Regions from separate parts of the Anas platyrhynchos genome. Here region 1 is linked to region 2. Evidence: chromatin contacts called from public Hi-C data. All regions are on one chromosome and are shown on one strand. Each heading gives the region's core, a stretch centred on a gene start, on an enhancer-like site or on the middle of the called end of the contact. The rest is flanking DNA. Distances are from core to core; before and after follow the strand shown. Region 1 holds the start of CXCL12 (C-X-C motif chemokine ligand 12). Region 2 overlaps LOC140002734 (a long non-coding RNA gene).

The links. A called contact is a pair of places that touch in the nucleus more often than the background predicts.
Region 1: a Hi-C map of F1 follicle shows a contact between it and region 2, with 2.6 times the contacts expected there. The contact joins the promoter of CXCL12 here to the enhancer-like site in region 2. A contact is called at or near these places in 3 of 8 Hi-C or Micro-C datasets (F1 follicle, skeletal muscle and subcutaneous adipose tissue).

Annotation. Positions count from the first base shown.
Region 1 is chr6:23,048,201-23,051,591 of IASCAAS_PekinDuck_T2T, reverse strand. It overlaps CXCL12 (C-X-C motif chemokine ligand 12), which reads left to right and starts at 1,813. Exons shown (of 5, transcript XM_027459880.2): 1 at 1,813-1,973. The coding sequence starts at 1,913.
Region 2 is chr6:22,878,905-22,881,895 of IASCAAS_PekinDuck_T2T, reverse strand. All of the region lies in intron 1 of LOC140002734 (a long non-coding RNA gene), which reads right to left. Among named protein-coding and RNA genes, the nearest start is that of ERCC6, 95 kb to the right of the region's middle. Within about 2 kb of position 1,570, at least 2 of the 8 cell types and tissues checked have an H3K27ac peak or open chromatin away from gene starts, as enhancers often do.

The sequences.
Region 1 (3,391 bases), core at 564-3,063, 170 kb before region 2:
TTTTTTCTTCATCCCAGCAGCAGGACTGCATCGGCAAAGCAATGCAGGCAGCGCTGGGTGCGGGTCAGCTCCCCCAGCTTGCCCCTGCAGCCCGTCTGGGGGAGCTGTTTGAAGCTAACCGTGGGTGGAGGTGTAGGGGACCCCTGTATCTGTGTGCTGCAGCTCTTGCAGTCGGCTCTGAAGGGCACCAGGCACCTCCGAGGGTCCCAGCAGTTTTCCGCTTCGGCTGCAGCACATGTGCGTGTTTGGGGGAGCAGGGGGGAGGGAGACCACTACTCAGATGTAACTCTGAGCTCACTCTGTGTCCATCCAGCCCCTTCGATGAGATCCTGGGGCTGTGTGTTTTCGCCGTGCCGGTAGCAGCTGCAGCAGACACTCGTTTATGGCATGGTGGACGTCCCCGTGTGCCAGGCGGAGCGCTGGCGGGACAGCAGTGCTCCTAGCAGTGTTTGCGCTGGGATTAAGCCTGCACTTCTCCCATCCCTGCAGAATGTCACAACTGTCAGAGCACCCGCAGCGAGCACCAGTGGCGATTATTGGCCCCTTCAGTGCTTCGGGTTCCTATGCTACTGTGCTATTTCGCCTAGGGAGAGGGGGAGAGCAAGGATCAGCCTGAGCAAATTCAGGGCTCCTTGGCAAACAGAGCCAAGGAAATACAAATAGCTAGGTTTAGGGGAGCTGGGTGTGAGAAGTGCCTTTCAGCTTGTGTCCCGGTGGAGGAAACCAGCCCGGTGTCAGTGCAGGCATTTCCCTCGGGCCAATGCCTCCAGCCTGCTGTGCTGTGGCAGAGAGAGCTTTACCCGGGGTAAAATCTGACTGTGCTGCTGGCTTTGGTGCCTTCGTGGACCTGTCCTTTGAACACCTCCAGGCCAGGATTAGCTTTACCCGGTGGTCCCCTCCCCATCCCAACCTTTCTGAGGGCGCCTGTTTTAAATGCAGCTGAGGGGTCCCAGCTCAACTAAAGCCTCGATGTTTATTTGAAGTATTGAATGCCAACAAACAGGGCCCCATGGTCTCGGACTGCAGGCAGCGAGGACATGCTTAGGTCAATTACACTTGACAATGCTGCGATAGCTCAAGGGAAGCGCACCCTTGGGACCTCGGGGCTCTCGATGCTCTGGGGGTTTTCAGCCGAGGTGCCAGGGAGCCCAGCAGCATCTGCAACACAAAGGGGGCGAAATGGGGCAGCAGATGGAGAACTGGGACCGGCTAATACGGTGAAAAGGTGGTATTTAGAACTAAGCATGCAGAAGCAAAACTGAAAGCTTCCTTCTCTTTGACCCCCCCCCCCCAAAAAAAAAAAAAAAGGAAAAAAAAAAGAAAAAAAAAAAGAAAAAAAAAAAAGAAAAAATCCCCGAGAAAAACTTCTTCGAGGATACTTCATATGAGGCGCTGGATGTGATGTCCGGGGCGCCGGTGTAAGCCTAGATTCTCGCCCACGGGAGCGAAGGGGGATTTTTCTCCTCCGGGTGCGGAGGCCGAGCCGTGGCAGGATGCGTCCCCGGGGGGAGCCTGGCGGCTCGGGGCCGGGACCTGCCGGGTCGGGACGCCCGGAGCCGGCCGAGGCTGGGGTTTTGGAGCAGTAGCTTTCTGCCCCGGCCCGGGCTGGCTGCAGTGCTTGAGATCCCAGCCCCGTCGGCCAGGATGGGGTGGGGGGGAGCGGGGAAGGCTCTTTGCTTCCCGGGGAGGGGGGAGACCGCGGTGCTGGCGGAGCGAGAAAGCCCTCGCTCTTTTTTTGGTCCCTTTCCAAGCATTTTTTAACAGAGGAAGGATGTAATAACATGCCACGGGCAATAAATCATAGGCTGGCTACTCCCCCTGCTCCCCTCCCCCGGCCCCTCTATAGAGGCAGGGGAGGAGGGGACTCGCTCAGAGCGCGGCCGCCGCCGGGACGAGCAGCATAGCGCCCAGCATGGAGCTCCGCGCCCTCGCCCTGCTCGCCTTCGCCCTGGCCCTCGTCTCCCTCTCGGAGGGTAAGTGGGATGCCGCCGGGACCCCCCTGCCCGCCGGAAAGCCCCCGGCAGAGCAGGAGGGCGAGGGGATGCGGGGGGTGCTGGAGCTGAGAGCCTCCGACAGCGCTCGCTCCGCAGGGAGGCGTTTGGGCTGCAAAATGTGCGCCTTGATTTCCACTAAAGAGAGAGAAAAAAATAAAAAAGTTGCAAGAAATGAGAACCAGGCGGCCGGTCCCGTGCCTCGTCTGTCCCCGTTCCCTCGATCGGGGCAGGGCTGAGCAGCAGCGGGCGCTCGGAGGGCATCCCCTGCTCGCTCCCGCAGCCCCGCGGGGAGGTTTTGGGGGGCTCTGAGAATGAGGAGCAAAAAGGGGACCCCGGACTGCACCGGGACTATACGGGCAGCACACCGACGAGCGCCACAGGGCACTGCCACCGCGGCCGCCTGTCCCCGCAGGGTCCCCGGACCGGGCGGGGGCTTCTGAGCCGCGGGACCCCTGCCCGCAGCCTCCGAGGGTCTCTCGGCCTCGGAAACCCCGGTCCTCCCTTGGTACAGGTGTGCCACATTTGTCCCCTCTTCGGCACCGAGCGTCCCCAGCAGCCGCCGGTCCCGTCGCGTTGGCCCGTTTCGGGGACCGAAACTTGGGTGTTCTCCCCCCCCCGGGGCGGGGAAGGGTCCCCTCCCAGTGCCCCTTTGTTTAGCCGGAGCGAGATAATTGCTCCCGATGATCCCAATAGCTCGGTGCCGAAGGCGGGGGCAGGCCGTGTGGCCGGGGCGCTCCGCTGCGGTGTCTTCATGGCAGGGCGAGCGTGGGGGGCCCGGCTGCTCGGGCGAGGAACGGCTTAGAGCTGTCGGAGAAAAACTGGTGTAAGGGGACTGACACCACAGGCTTGTGGTGCTAACAGCTTTTTGCCTGTTTCTTTGCACATCAAGTAGTGCTCTCAACCCTGATCCAGATGCAGGGCTGTCTTGTCCTGGAGGGCAGGTGAGCTCCAAGTTCTCGGCTGTCCTGGTAAAGCTGGTTTTGCCTATCCCCATCTTATCCCCCAGGGAACTGGAGCTGTTCTGGACTTAAAAAGTTGTCAGTCCTCTCCTGATACCACCAAATGTAGTCTTGGATGAACAGGAGTAAAACGATGCTTGCATCATTTCAAATGGTTTGTCTTCTCGTGCCCAGCCTGCTTTCCTGGTCAGAGCTTCCCTCGCTCTGACCAGCCAGCCTTGATAAGCGTCCACCCTGCAGGGCAGATTTCAGTGAGCACATCGGGTTAGAGAGAATTTGTCAGCAGGGGTGGGTGTTCAGAGCCAGCAAAACTCAGCTCTGGGTCAGAAAACAGTCAAACTATTAAAAACATAAGTCCTGCTAGTCAAGAGCCAAAAAAGTTGCTTTCTTTTTCTTTTTGTCTAAGGATGTGTGGCTGCAGGAGTGACAGTGAGGTGT
Region 2 (2,991 bases), core at 321-2,820:
GCAAGTGCTCTCCTGCAAAGCAAAGCTCAACACAGACCGCATCCTGCTCCCACCTGCACAGGGTAAGGAGTTGTGTCCTGTACAGGAACACCAGACCTGGGCTTAGACTTCATTTCTGTTTCATTTTCCCTATACCCAAGCTCTTGTAAACCAAAAAGCCTCCCTTCTAAGCTTTCAGTTCAAACAGCTGCTCTAGGCCCACCTGGCCATCCCGCAGCCCCACAGCCCCTTCATCCAGCAGCCCCAGGCAGGCTTCCCGAGCCCAGATCCCACGCCTGCAGCACCCGTGTCCCGGCCAGCCACCAGCCACATGGTGTGCAGACCCGATGCAGAGGTGTGAATGCCGGGGCCAGCCCTGTCCCCAGGGCTTTGACTGGCACTGAGACAAGCACATAGAAGAAATGGGCTTCTTCACGCCCTTAAAGATCTAAATGGGTTGGAAGGCAGCAGGAAATCCTGCCCATTTCCTATGCTGGCAGGCCCCTGGGGAGGGAGAGGTGATGGGGGAGGCTGCACAGCAAGCAGAGGAGCACCGAGGGCAGACCCCAAGGACTGCCCTGGAAAACACCACTCTGCATTTGAAAACCACACAGAGGCTGACAGTGGTGGAGCCCTAAGGGAACAGAAGATGTGCAGTGGGTTTTGAAGTGTCCTATCCCAGCTAAAAAAAACAAGCAGTGTTTTGATGCATAATGATGAGTGTTGTGCTACGTTCTCAGCATCCTTGGTACCCTGGCAAATGGGACCTGCTGCCAAGGTGCTCTGAGGTGCTGAGAGCCAGGGGTATGGGAAACCCAGAAGGAACATCAGGGCCAGTATCTTGATTCTGGTGATCTCTTCTGCTGGAACACTGGCCTAAGGGAATTCCAGGCTCCAATCTGTCCAGTGCTGAGAAAGCTGGCTATTGCTACTCACAGTGGATCTGAAGTGACTGTCCAGTGAATTCTTGCCTCCTCCCCAAAATAGGACAGTACCTACCCCAAGTGGAGTGGCAGGAGAGGGAATCCCCCTCCTAGAAGGTCAGATTCTGCCCTATTAGGGTGGACAAACTGCTTTCAGCCTTTCTTTGCCTCTGCAGTTACTTTCCTGCTTGGGGTTAGATATGTAAATCCATCTCTCCTGTCCCTGTTTTAAGAACAACACATGGGAAAAGCTCTGTAAGGGACCCCAGATTGGCACTGGAGTATCCATCCCTGGAGATCTTCAGGACTCACCTGGTCTGGGCCCTGAGCACCCCAATCTGACTTTTAAAAGCTATCTCTGCTTCAAAGGTTGGACTAAATGATCTCCAGAGGTCCCTTCCAACCTATTTTTTTTTATGACTCTAATAATCCCCATTTTGGCAAATAGCAAATGAGCCTTCTCACCTAATCCAAGCCCAAAGCCAGCACATCATGTGAAGCTCTGAGTTTTCTTCTCTAACCTCAGATTCTTGGGGAAAAAAGCCCTGAACCCCTGGAAGAGTGGAGGAACCCAGCTAGGAGCCATGGCACTCTGCTGCTCTGCCTTCCCTCCTCTCCCGAGCAGCTGCTAATGACTCACTCACCTCAGAAATGCTGCCAAGAACCATAGAAGCCATAGGGACAGCAGGAGAATTCCTTTCTCTTCTGCGTCCAGTAATATTTATTGAATAACAGTGCTACTACCCCTGAACCACTGCTCCTGTCAGCAGTCAGGTGGTGCGTGAACATGCTCCTCCACTGCTCCCACACTGATTTCCTTGGCACGATGCTGGTATTAAAAGGTTCAAGAATTGAACCTTGTTTGTCAAAAATACATCCAGAGATTAAATCTAGAGCTGAGTGACAGTTTCACTTCAGATACAAAAACTTGGCTAGATTGAGGTTTGAACAGAAGCAAAACTGTCTGAACTGTGAAAAGAGGCCATTTGTCAGAAGGCATTCTGCTTGGGCCTTACAGAGCACAATTTTTATGATAGACCCGCACTACCAGCATAGAAAAACAATCATCTGTTTTTTTAAAGAGCTCCTAGATAAATCACAAGTAGTGTACTACTATTGATTTATTTGTATCTCGATGGAATATTGAAGCTATAAATTACGGTTGAATAAACATAAACTGTGCAGAATTTTGCATTGTTTGAACTTGTCAATGGCAGGTCTTTCCCGTGTTTTCATTTTAATGTAAATCAAACTGTGAAATGTATGGATGCAATTTATTTCCAGTTATGTTTATTGGACTTGGGAATGACTTATTAACCAGGGGCTTTACTCAAATTCTCATTTGATTTCCGTGGATTTGACTGCCCAGCCTCTGTGGAGCTTTCATGGCTTGAGCACTGCAGCCCCTAAATCTGATATAAGAGACAAAAGTGGTTTTCTCACAGTGTCCTTGCGGAGTCCTGGAGTGAGACGCTAATGGAAAGAGTACATCCTGCAGAGCAGAGCGCTCAGAAGAAAGGGCTGGTGTCTGGGTGAAATCCCTGCTTGGCTGCCAAGTCTTCCCCTCATTGCGGCAGGGCCAGGAGTTCAGTTTCTGTGTGTAATTTAACTCCAAGGGGAGATGTGCCCTCCGCAATATACTGTAGATCCCCCCAGTGTCACAGAAAAGACTGCAAGGATTCAAGAAAAGATAGTCTTTATGCAATTTTGAAATAACGGAAACAAATGCTAACCTAATAATGCTAACCCAATCCAGAGCAGTGAGGACGAAAAGGTCAGTTCCAGGATTTGATGGCCTGTAAAGGCAGTGGAGTGTCTACACCCAAGGTATCCCATGCAACCTTTGATGCCAAGGACTACCAGAGCCTCTTTCTAAAATGGAACAGACACAGCTGAAGGGGTATAAAGGCAAGAAGGACATTGGTTTTTTCAGTACTTTTGATTCAACCAACTAAAAATCCTGACCTTACAACTTGAACATGGCTGCTCTGATGACAGCTCTGCAGTCCAACACTTCACGGAGTCCTGTACGGGCCTTGGGGAAGTCCAACTGAAATCTTGGCCATGATGAAGTCAGAGTTTTACCCTC